Regions from separate parts of the Arachis hypogaea genome. Here region 1 is linked to region 2. Evidence: chromatin contacts called from public Hi-C data. All regions are on one chromosome and are shown on one strand. Each heading gives the region's core, a stretch centred on a gene start, on an enhancer-like site or on the middle of the called end of the contact. The rest is flanking DNA. Distances are from core to core; before and after follow the strand shown. Region 1 has its middle 8.9 kb from the start of LOC140177359. Region 2 holds the start of LOC112728095 (GTP-binding protein BRASSINAZOLE INSENSITIVE PALE GREEN 2, chloroplastic-like).

Region 1 (5,707 bases), core at 2,451-4,950, 94 kb after region 2:
AGGATAATTGTAGGATTTGGAGTAAGACTCAAGATCAGACACAATTTTTGTGTCTTAATTTGTTTATTTGCACTTTGTATTATATTTTCAACTAAACACGCTATATAAACCTAAAAACTATACTGTTATTAAAATACCAGATCACATTTAAATTTATATTATCTATTATTATGATAGTTTTTTCTGCAACTGTTATCTCAATTACAGTATTTTTTATTGCAGGCTTGTCACGTCTTCTCACGCAGATCCTTCTTCTAATTAGTTATTTGATTATATGATATGATATCCAATGAAATTTATTAATTAAATTTGATTTAACCCCTCAAATAATTGCATCCTACCTTCTTCATACATATGCTTTTATATCAAACCCAATAATTGTTTCGGATGATGATTTTCAGACATTATTATTCCAATTATTCACCGAAAGTGGAGATTTTCTGTTGGGCATGCAGCAATATTATTATTGATAATGCACATGGCTTTTGTAGTTTTCTATAATCATAATTTTGATTATAGATAGAATAAGAATTTTGATTAAAGAACCAACTTTTCTTTAACTAATATTCGGTTAAAGAAAAAGAAAGAGAAAGAAAAAGAAAAATGTTCTAGAATATTGGCCCAAAAAATTAGGTCTAATATTTTCCTAATTTGATTTAGAATAACTGAATTTTAAGACCTATTTGTGCCAAGAGATTTGTTAGTTTATTTCTCCCCAATGCTTTTGGTTCAATTCTTTTCCCTCTTTTATTATTGCTCCAATTCACCAAATTATGAAGAGATAAAGTCAATAATGAGAAAAATAGAATCTTAAACAGAGAATGGAAATTCATTGCACATGGGGCTCATAATAATGCAAAGAATTCTTTTTGTTTTTTAACTCATAGAAGTTGTTGTCTAAAACCATGTTCGTTATACTATACTAACTAATGATTGATAATGATCCGAAAGTTTTTTTTTTTTTGTCATTATACTACTCACACATTCACACTTTGAGGCTGCGTTAAAATTGGGGATTGGATTAATTAGGGTTAATCAAGTAAAAAAGGGTTGAGATGAAAATAAAATTAGATAGTTAGTAGACTTAAAATACAGCTTATTATTTACATTATTCGCATATCATATTGTTCACCTAACAGAATTATTTCTGTTAAATCTTATCTCAGTCTAAGCTAGAGTTTAAATTTGGTATAGTTAGACTAAGAAACAATGTGATTACTACTTAGTCTAGGTCTCCTTTGCATAATGATGCGAAAGACAAATAATATTAAACCATAGTGGTCATTCCCGTAAAAAGTCATATGCTTTTATACGAAGATGATATTATAAATCATTAAATCGTTTGACATGTTCAACTGAATATAATTGACTGAACGATCTAATGGTTTATATTACAATGTCATCTTCATGTGAATTTGTTTTTACGAGAGCATTTATCATTATTTATTATATAAAATATTGCAAGAAAAAATTGTAGAACTTTTTTTTATATTAGATTATTAGGTGTGAATTTTCTAAAAATACTCAAATTATGTGTTATATATATGCATTTGTGAGTTTTTATAAAATGTCAATCACGTTTTGTTAAAACGTTAATAATATTTGTCTTTTCATAATTAAAATTATATTTTTTTACAAAATGTCAATTTTTTATTTTTTTATCACAAAACATTACTGATATTTTATCTTTTTATAGTTAATTTTTGTTTATCATAAAACATTAAGGATGTTTTATACCCCTAAACCCTAAACCCTAACAGTATAAAATATTAAAATAATTTAAAATTCTCATATTTTATATTAAAATTATTCATATAAAAAAAATTAGTAAAACCTTCACTGGAAACAAATGAAACATAGATAACAGCATCATTGAATTAGGCAACATGAATCTATCAGCGCAACAATTTTAACTTTAGATAACAATGTTTTAGGCAAAAAAATTTTTTTCATTTTTCTAATTATATTTTTTTACAATATTTTTTTAGGCAACGGCGTACGAAATATTATTAAACAATATTATTGTCCCAGTCAATATTTGCAAAATGCAAAGATTGAAAAACGACTTGGAATCTAATTAAACAATACTTTTAATGCATGACAACGTTTTTCAGGTAGTATTATTGTGGAAAGACAAATTTAGTAAAGTGTATAATTAACTTTAAAAATTAAGATGTACGAACAAGATTTGACAGATTCAAGGAAGCATAAATAGAATAAAGTATTGGGAGAATTTTAAATGTTTTTGAAAATGTCCATGTTGCAATAGTATTAATAGTTGATTTTAATTATAAAAAATATATATAATATATATTAATTAAAATTATTAGAATGTCAGTTTTTAATGAATATTTAAAAATTTTCCTAAAGTAATAATCTATCTCTTTGCATATAAAATGTTAAATTTCAGTTAAGGATATAATCAATTATATGTCTTTTTTTAGTAATTTAAAATTTTGATAGGAATAATTTTATAATATGAAATTAGAGTCTATTAAATTTAATATTATTGGACCACTTACTTACAAATATTTACGCACTAAATGATCATTTCTGAGTATGAACATAATATATTATAAATTTTACTTTTTTTTTATTAAAGATGTCTTCACAAAATTTATAAATATGAGAAATTCTTCATTTTATGAGCTAGTAGTTTTTAAAATTGAATTAGACCTATTTTATTTTAATTCCAATATAATACCAAAATTTTTATAATTAAAGATTTATATTAAAAATATAATAATTTATATGTTTTTTATTATCTTAAACTTTTGTAAAAAATAATTTTAATTTATAGAAATCTGTTAAATGAATTCTCATCTCATGATGAGACTCTACCTATAGAAATTTTATTGTAGAATTTTTCGTCTATTACTAAGAACTTATTTATTCTCAAACTCCAAAGATAATTAAAGGGTAAAGTACTAAATTGGTCCCCTAGGTTTGGGCGTAATTCTGTTTTGGTCCTTAAGGTTTAAAGTGTTCTATTTGAATAAAAGTTTCATTTAGCATCAATTTAGTCCCACAGTGAGGTCAAAATTAAATAATTAACAAAATGTCCTACATAACAACAGTACAAGAACAAAATCGATAATCTGGAGAACAAGTACAAGCTCCAGAGGCATAAAATCAACCATTGATACATCAATACATTTATTTATTATTTTTTTATAATATAAATAAAATATTTTATATAAAACTAAAGAAAATGATAAATAAATGTATTGATACATTAATGGTTGATTTTGTGCCTCTGGAGCTTGTACTTGTTCTCCAGATTATCGATTTTGTTCTTGAACTGTTGTTATGTAGGACATTTTGTTAATTATTTAATTTTGACCTCACTGTGGGACTAAATTGATGCTAAATGAAACTTTTTTGGATTCAAATAGAATACTTTAAACCTTAAGGACCAAAACAGAATTACGCCCAAACCTAAGGGACCAATTTAGTACTTTACCCATAATTAAAAGTCGTTGCTTATTCAATTTTGTTCATGCATATATTTTTCTTAGAATTGTTTTCAATAAAAATAAAATTTAAACCACCTCTACTAGACTCTTAGAAAATAAAAAAGTTATTAATATTAATTTAAATATAAGACAAATATAAAAAGAAAATATGAGTCATATTGATAGCTCCTAAGGCCCAAATGAAGAAGACCAGCCCGAAATGGAGTTGCCCAATACAGAGGAAGACACAAAAGGGCAGCCAACGCAAGGTATTGGGCCGTCTCAAGTGGAAGAACCCAAAAAGCAGCGAACCAAGAGAGCTCCAGGCTGGATGAAGGATTTTGTTATTGGATGAGCTGTGCGTAACAAAGAAACGTTTCCCTGTGCTGAGTTGGTTAGTTTGTTACGGGAAAAGAGAAAATATATGGGATTGAGAATGATTCGGAGTTAATTGGAGTATTGTGTGAAGAAACGTTTTCTGGAGTGCTCCCCCACTCGAATAGGGGCAGTATCTGTTTCGTTCATTTCCATTATCATTTCACATTCAATAATATACAATTTTCATTCCATTACTGTGCATTCTACTATATTTCACTACTCAATTGTAATATCATTAACAGTCACAAGTAGAGTCTATCATTGGTGCTCTCGTTGAGAGAGGATGGTGATCCCTGCTGAACTCAACCCACAGCACGAGCTTGCAGCTCTGCAGAGAAGTCATGTTGAGATTGCCAGCCAAGTCCACCACGAATGAGCGAATGGATGGGCTGGAAGAGTCACTGCGGGAGATTCGGAGCATGCTGAAAGAATTCCTGAAGAAAAAGAAGGTGGTCAGTGAGTCCGATGAGGAGGATGGAGCACAATCATCTTACAGGCAATCTGTTCGCAACAATAATCACATGACTAGAGGTATTAAAGCTGAACTACCAATCTTTGATGGTGATAGAGTAGAAGAATGGGTATTCAAAGCCCGTGAGTACTTTGAATGGTATGCTGTACCGGAGGACATGAGAGTGCGTATGATTTCTTTTCATTTAACTGGTCCTGCTTATGCATGGTATCGTTGGGGTGTTAATAACAATATCCGTTATACATGGGACTCATTTTTAGAAGCTCTCTTAGTTCGTTTTGGACAGAATCAATTTTACGATCCTAAAGCAGCACTCAAGGAGTTAAAACAGGTGAATACTGTGGCTGAGTACCAAAGCCAATTTGAGGAGCTCACCAATCAGGTGACGGGACTAAGTGAGGAATGGGTAATCTCTCTATTTGTGGGTGGTTTGCAAGATTACTTAAAATGTGAGCTACTCCTAGCCAAACCTACCTCATATGTGACAGCAGTATCCTTAGCCAAGCTCTATGAGCAGAAAAACAACAGTCCCCACCCCAAATTCACAAGCCTACCTCACCCAAACAGCCGCCATAACAGCCCAAACACCAACCCTCCACCCACCAGAAACCCAAACAACACTTCTCAACCCCAATTTGTTCCTGTCCCACTCAATTCACCCAACACCAACAACAAAAAAAATTTGAATTCTACCCCACCATTTAAGAAACTATCAGCTGCTGAAATTAAAATGAAGAGGGAAAAGGGATTGTGTTATTATTGTGACGAGAAGTGGTCACCTGGACATCGGTGCAAGACATCCTGCTATCTATTGATAGGAGATGAGGAAATGCAGGAAATTCTGAAGGAGCCTGAACCTGCTGTGATCCAAATTACAAATGAGGAGCAACCTGTAGTGGTTGGTCCTGCACAACCAGAAATCAGTTTTAATGCCATGGTTGGTCAATACCAACCAACAACATTTAGGCTGAAAGGAAGTTACAAGGGACACGAAGTTATGGTCCTGATTGATGGAGGCAGTTCGCATAATTTTGTGAAAGCCAATGTTGCTGAAAAACTGGATTTCCCAATTCAACAAACCACACCACTGCAAGTACTGGTTGGAAATGGTGATGTCATTGGTTGTAAGGCAGTGTGTGAAAATGTACCCCTGGTAATGCAAGGGTATCAGTTTACCATCAGCACTTTCATGCTAGATTTACAGGGTGCTGATATAGTTTTGGGAGTACAATGGCTCATGTGCTTGGGCTATGTAACAACACATTATGGTCTACTCACTATGGAATTTGTTGTGAATAATTTACCTATCAAATTACAAGGAAACAGGCTGCTTCAGTCTGAGGCGATTAGTAACAAGATGCTACGAAGGATGGTGACATCTGAGGTGGTAACCACTATGTAC
Region 2 (5,740 bases), core at 429-2,928:
CGGTTTATGCGTTAGTATAAATACGGTTTAGGGGTTTCGCGGATTACATTTGTGGTGGTTGTAAGGTTTTTTAGAGAGAGAAGGAGAGATTTTCTAGAGAGAGAAAAAGAGAGAAAAGTGTAGGTTAGTTGAGTTGAGATGGCAGAGGCACCCAGTCTTTAGAGGTTCAACGGCATTGCTCACGTTGCTGGCAGCATAAACGAAGATGTTAGTTTGGTTATTTTTAGTTAATGTATTTCATATAATATTTTTCCAATGATTGTGATTTAGGTATTTAAATTTAGATTAATGTCTTGAATCGTTTATGCCTTTCATTGAATTTTGTGATTAGAAAATAGGAACTGTATGTTACCTGTTTAAATTTTAATATTGTATTTTTTGTGTTAGATTACTTTAAATTAGTGTTGAATTTTTTATATGTTTGGTTTCTTCTGTCACATGCTCCAGCCGATTGGGTGTATTTATAGTGTCCGGAGGCAACAGAACATGCCTCTGCATGACAGGATCGTACCCTATTTAGAGAGGGCTGATTTGTACCACCTGGCGAAACTCAACGCCAAGTGATTCTGGTTGGACGAGTCTTTAGTCAGCGTTTTCATTAATAGGTAGCGTTCTGAGATGCATACCTTTCATATGCTTTTTTTGAAAAGTGTACTATCACGCTGCACGGTGTAGCATACCAGTTGGGTCTGTCCGTGGATGATTTACGTGTATTCGGGTGCCTTATAGATTTTGAGAAGCTTATGGACAAATGCAAAACGAAACCACACATACATAAGAACAAGAAAATTTTAATAATAAATAGTATTATACAAGTCAATAAAAGGATTGTACTATACGTGATTAATCATTTTTAAATGTCATTAAAACTAAAATTATGATTAAAATACACAATAATTATTTTCTTCATATTAAACATTGATAAAACTTTGATAGTAAATATTTCAGACAAAAAAATACTGATATTTCGAATAATGAGACAGAGCAAAACCTAATTTCGCTTTTCTTCTTTACATGTATGTCACTAAAATTTCTCTAGTCGGATTTGAGTGTTGTTTATGAAGTCTTTCCAATAAATAACTTCAAAATTTTTTAAACAAATGTGGATATCCAATTATTAGCAGCATAAAATTCATGAAAGTTCCTGGTAAAGTTTTGAAAAAGAACCCAAAAAGTAAACGAGCAGGTCAAACTTGGTTCCATGTAGTGGTTAGCACTCTGGACTTTCAATCCAGCGACCTGGGTTCGACTCCGATTGGACCTTTTTTTCTTAATTCTTCTTGGGCTTTTGGTTGTGGGCTTGTGGCGGTCCAAGCAATGTGCATACCAACAACCCTACCATGCAATTTCACTCTACTTGGGAAGTGAAACAAATAATAAACCAAGTGAAAGTAGAATGTAATGAGTCTTTTTTTTTTTTCGTAACTAGAATGTAGAGAGTCTAATGACACTATGAATGTTATTTTCAACTTACTATAGTCAGGTTAATGTAACAGTAAAACTAGTGATTGTGGTATTTGGTCCTTTAATCAAGGGGTGAGAATTTGTGTTGTCACTCCTGCAAATGAAGAGACTTCCATAAAGAGCATGTCATGTCATGACTAGTCGCGTAAACATTGCAAAGTGATTAATCACTATTGTTACTTATTTATCTTGTTTATTCATACAAATTGAGAGCAGGAAGAATAAAAGAAGCATAAGTAAATATTACTAGTAAATAGTAATGAATAATCCATGAGGTGTGAATAGTGATATGTCAAGTCAAGTCATGGCAGGCCTAGACAAGAGAAGAGTCTGAAAAGGCTAAAAGGCCTATGATCTATGCACGTTGAAGCCAGAAGTTCCTCGTTAATGACCATTTAGCCACACCGCCAAAGAAAACAATAAAAAAAAATGTTTCTTCTCCTTCATTTTCCATCAAGCGAGGGTGAGAACTGAGAAGTGAGAACTTGTTGGTATTCCACTATTCTTCATCTGGTTTCAATGGCAAAGAAGTCTCACATCGGCTGAAGATTTAAGAAACACGTGTGTTATATACGAGAGGTGCAACCAAAGGCTTGTCCCTTCGGGGACATCTGATAAAATTGGAACGATACAGAGAAGACTAGCATGGCCCCTGCGCAAGGATGACACGCACAAATCGAGAAATGGTCCAAATTTTTTTCGCTATTCTTCCGCGGATTTCTGATTTCTTCACCTCCTCTTTGCAATTTTCATCCTTCTTCAATGGATATTTGTCCTCTTTTTGGGGCTATCGGCGATACGGATCTTAAAAATTTGCGGACATACGGATCTTAAAAATTTGTTGTATTTGTCATCGGCGATGAAAATCAACTAGCATGCCAGATTCAAGGATTGTAAATGTGTCCTGCTTCCTTTGTGGTTCTCCCTGTTCAAAGTTAAACAAGTATGAAAAACAAGATCTAGGCAATTGCAATTTAGAACTTCCAAATCATCCATGAATTAAAGCTTTTTCATTGTGACTATGTAGTTTGATAATCATAGGAATAAGTTTAGGGTTCGTCAAGAATCCAAAACATAGAACTTGAATACAATTTTTTGTCAGCTAAGACTAAGATGTTTGACACTCCAGGGCTCCTGCATCCCTATTTAATGTCGATGAGATTGAACAGGGAAGAGCAAAAGATGGTTGAGATACGAAAGGAACTTCGGCCTCGATCATATAGAATCAAGGCAAGTTATTTAATGGCTTACTGCTATTGCTTCTCTCTAAGTTGTCATTAAGCCTTTTTTATTATGTAGATTATATGTATCCTTTATGCACATTGTTTATCCATTAAGGGCTATCAGAAATGGACAATAGTTTTGTTTTCTTTATTTCCCCTAATAAATGGAAACTCCAGTTAATAAATCGAGATAGCAATTTCTTTGGTGTCGGTATGTAAATTTCAGAAATAAAGATGTGGTTTGGAACTTTACATACTGGTTTTAACTTACAGGTAGGGCAGGCAGTGCACATTGGTGGCTTGACAAGAATTGACTTTATTAAAGCCTCTATTGAAACAATATATGTAACAGTTTGGGCATCACCAAAATGTTTCTCTTCACATGGGAAAAGTAGAAAATGCTGAAGAGGTTTGGGGTAATCATGTTGGTGTCAGGTTGCAGGTAAGCATTTTCTTTTTTTTTTCCACAAATCTAAACATGACTATATAAATCATTTTAGTATTAAGGTTTAAATTTGCATTTTACCTGAGCTTCAAATATGTTTTTCATTTGATTAATTGCTCTTTTATGTTACTTTTCAGTTGATTTTGTTAGATTATAAAAAGGAAAGGTAGAGAGACATTTTGACTTTATTTGTCAAAGAAATGTACTTTATAATCCAGAAACAACCCTTTGGTTAGAAACGGGATGAAAAGCTACCATATTTGTTGTAGTGTGGAATCGGATTTGATAATGGGACTTGATAGATCGAAATAATAATCAATTAGTTGGAAAAGAGTGTGTTGAAGATGAAGAAAAGTCTCACTTGAGAATTTAAAAATTTAGAGTTACGAAGCAAATAATCTATGGAAACATACCTAATTCTATATATCAAATTCTTTTGGAAATAAAACAGCATTTCATGTGCATAGTATATCCATTACGTTGTTTCCTTCTTTATATCAATGTATGTAGATATAATTTGCATTTAAATACATTTTTGTCCAAACATGTAACAAAAACAAGGGTAATATCCTAAATCAATGTTCAAAGAATTTTTATATCTTATTAAATAATGATAGGGATTTATACAAAATCGGACAGGTGAGTAAGTTGTCTAACAAAACAAAAGGTTGAGATCTGATATGGTAACTAAAATTTGTTAGGAGCTAAAGTGTTCGTCTAGAAATTACTTGGAGACTGATTTGAGGTATTACTAAATATAATCTATTCTCTCTTCCCCTAAAATACATGATATCTAATTTTGCTCTAACATCATTTCTATTTGCATCTTATTTCAGCCTCCCATTGGCAATAAACGCGCTGCTGACTTAGGCACATGGCAAGAAATGGAAATTAAGGTATCTGGAACTAGTTGGGAGGTCAACAGTATTGACATAGCGATAGCTGGCTTAGGTTGGTATTCTCTGTGCCTCAAAGGGGAAGCAACCATGAAACTGTGGACCTTTGATGGTGTTGAAGTAACCTTAAGAGAGCCATTGGTCCTTGACCAGGCCCGGTCCCTCGAGAAACCTGGTTTTGGTTAACAAGAGCCATCTCTGATGCTATTGGCAACCAAACCAAACTTGAAGCTCAAAAAAAGACAAAAACTTGATGATCAAGATACAGATTTTGTGGGGGCAGGTTTCGAACTATCACCTTGAGCAGAAATTTTTAATATCATTGCAAGAGTACTTTCAGGTGAAAATAGAAGATGTAACTGAATTTGACATGTTGCAGAGACAATAACATGTTTTTAGCTAGAAGTTTTTTGTGCCGGTCTTCTCTTTGCTAGTTGGTGTGAGAACCAACTTCCAATTTATAAATAGAGAAAGTAGAGATAAATGTAACCCTTCTTGTTTAAATGTTATGTTAATTGATTTTGTAGTATGTATGTAGTTTGTATGTAGGGGTGCCCTTCCAATTTATAGATAGAAAGTAGAGATAAATGTAACCCTTGTTTAAGTGTTACATTTATTGATTTTGTAGTATGTATGAAGTTTGTATGTAAGGGGTGTTTAGTTTGCGATTTGGTTTCTTTTTTTATGAAACCATCTGTTACGGCCTGGCCCAAAACTCGCGCGGGTCAACCCGACCCGAGTTCTCGCCGGCCCAGTGGTGCGTCCTCCACCCGACCCGGACACGCGTCCCGTACGGCTCGCACACAGCCGTGGGACAACACCTTTGAGGGTATGGGCCTGCCCACTGGAAGGGCCCACTACTGACATGTATATAAGGGGGAGGTTGGCTCTCCCCCCAAGGTACGTCACATTCTTACACCACCTCCTTTCCGCCTGCACATATTCTGACAAGAGCGTCGGAGTGTCTTTGCAGGTGGCACCCCCCTCTCCGTACAAAGTGCTCGGGATCTCGCCCACTCGGGACCAGGAAACCACGACCAGACGAGCCCCTCCACCATCCGAAACGTTGACCTCAGGGTCTTAACCCGAACCGTCCGGTACCCGGCCTACCGAACATTGGCGCCGTCTGTGGGGACTCGGACTCGTCCATGGACTTCGTGCTGGTCCAGACTGGGACAGGTTCCGAGGTAGCGCCTCCCGCGCTCGGGGGAGGCGCCGTCGCGATGGAATCCCGGCGACAGCAACGGTCGCCCCCGAGGGATGCAACGCAGACTCACGAAAGACGCCCCTTCGGGGGGACGGGTGATAACCATGCCAGGATAATGCAGGAACTACGCCACAGAATGCAGGACTTAGAGCGTAGGCTAGCAGAAAGAGAGCGCGACCAACGCTCCCCAGAGCGGAGCCCCACCCGTTCCCGCTCAAGGAGCCGCTCGAGGCGCACGCCGAGCCCCCAACACGAGTCGGAGAGCACTGAGGAACGGGTACGCCCCAGAAGAAGAAGTCGCGACCCCATTATCTACGCCCGACACGAAAGGCGGCGCGCGTCCAACAGAGGCGACGAGGAAGCCCACCGCGAGAACAATGAGTCGAGAAGAAATGCCCGAGGACCCGTCATAATAGGAGCGACCCCTTTCCACCGCTCTGTACTCGAGGTCCGACTACCAAAACACTTCGACAAGCCGACAGACATGAAGTATGACGGAACGCAA

What was found. A called contact is a pair of places that touch in the nucleus more often than the background predicts.
Region 1: a contact with region 2 is called in a Hi-C map of leaf, with 4 times the contacts expected there. The contact joins the enhancer-like site here to the promoter of LOC112728095 in region 2. A contact is called at or near these places in 3 of 8 Hi-C or Micro-C datasets (all in leaf).

What each region holds. Positions count from the first base shown.
Region 1 is chr12:106,923,786-106,929,492 of arahy.Tifrunner.gnm2.J5K5, forward strand. No RefSeq gene overlaps it. Among protein-coding and RNA genes, the nearest start is that of LOC140177359, 8.9 kb to the right of the region's middle. Within about 2 kb of position 3,701, at least 1 of the 3 cell types and tissues checked has open chromatin away from gene starts, as enhancers often do.
Region 2 is chr12:106,832,170-106,837,909 of arahy.Tifrunner.gnm2.J5K5, forward strand. LOC112728095 (GTP-binding protein BRASSINAZOLE INSENSITIVE PALE GREEN 2, chloroplastic-like) reads left to right here and starts at 1,679. Exons shown (of 4, transcript XM_029290820.2): 1 at 1,679-2,407; 2 at 2,594-2,694; 3 at 2,961-3,129; 4 at 3,969-4,557. The coding sequence starts at 3,070. The coding sequence ends at 4,214. It overlaps LOC112731922 (U6 spliceosomal RNA), which reads left to right and starts at 2,060; the gene lies at 2,060-2,162.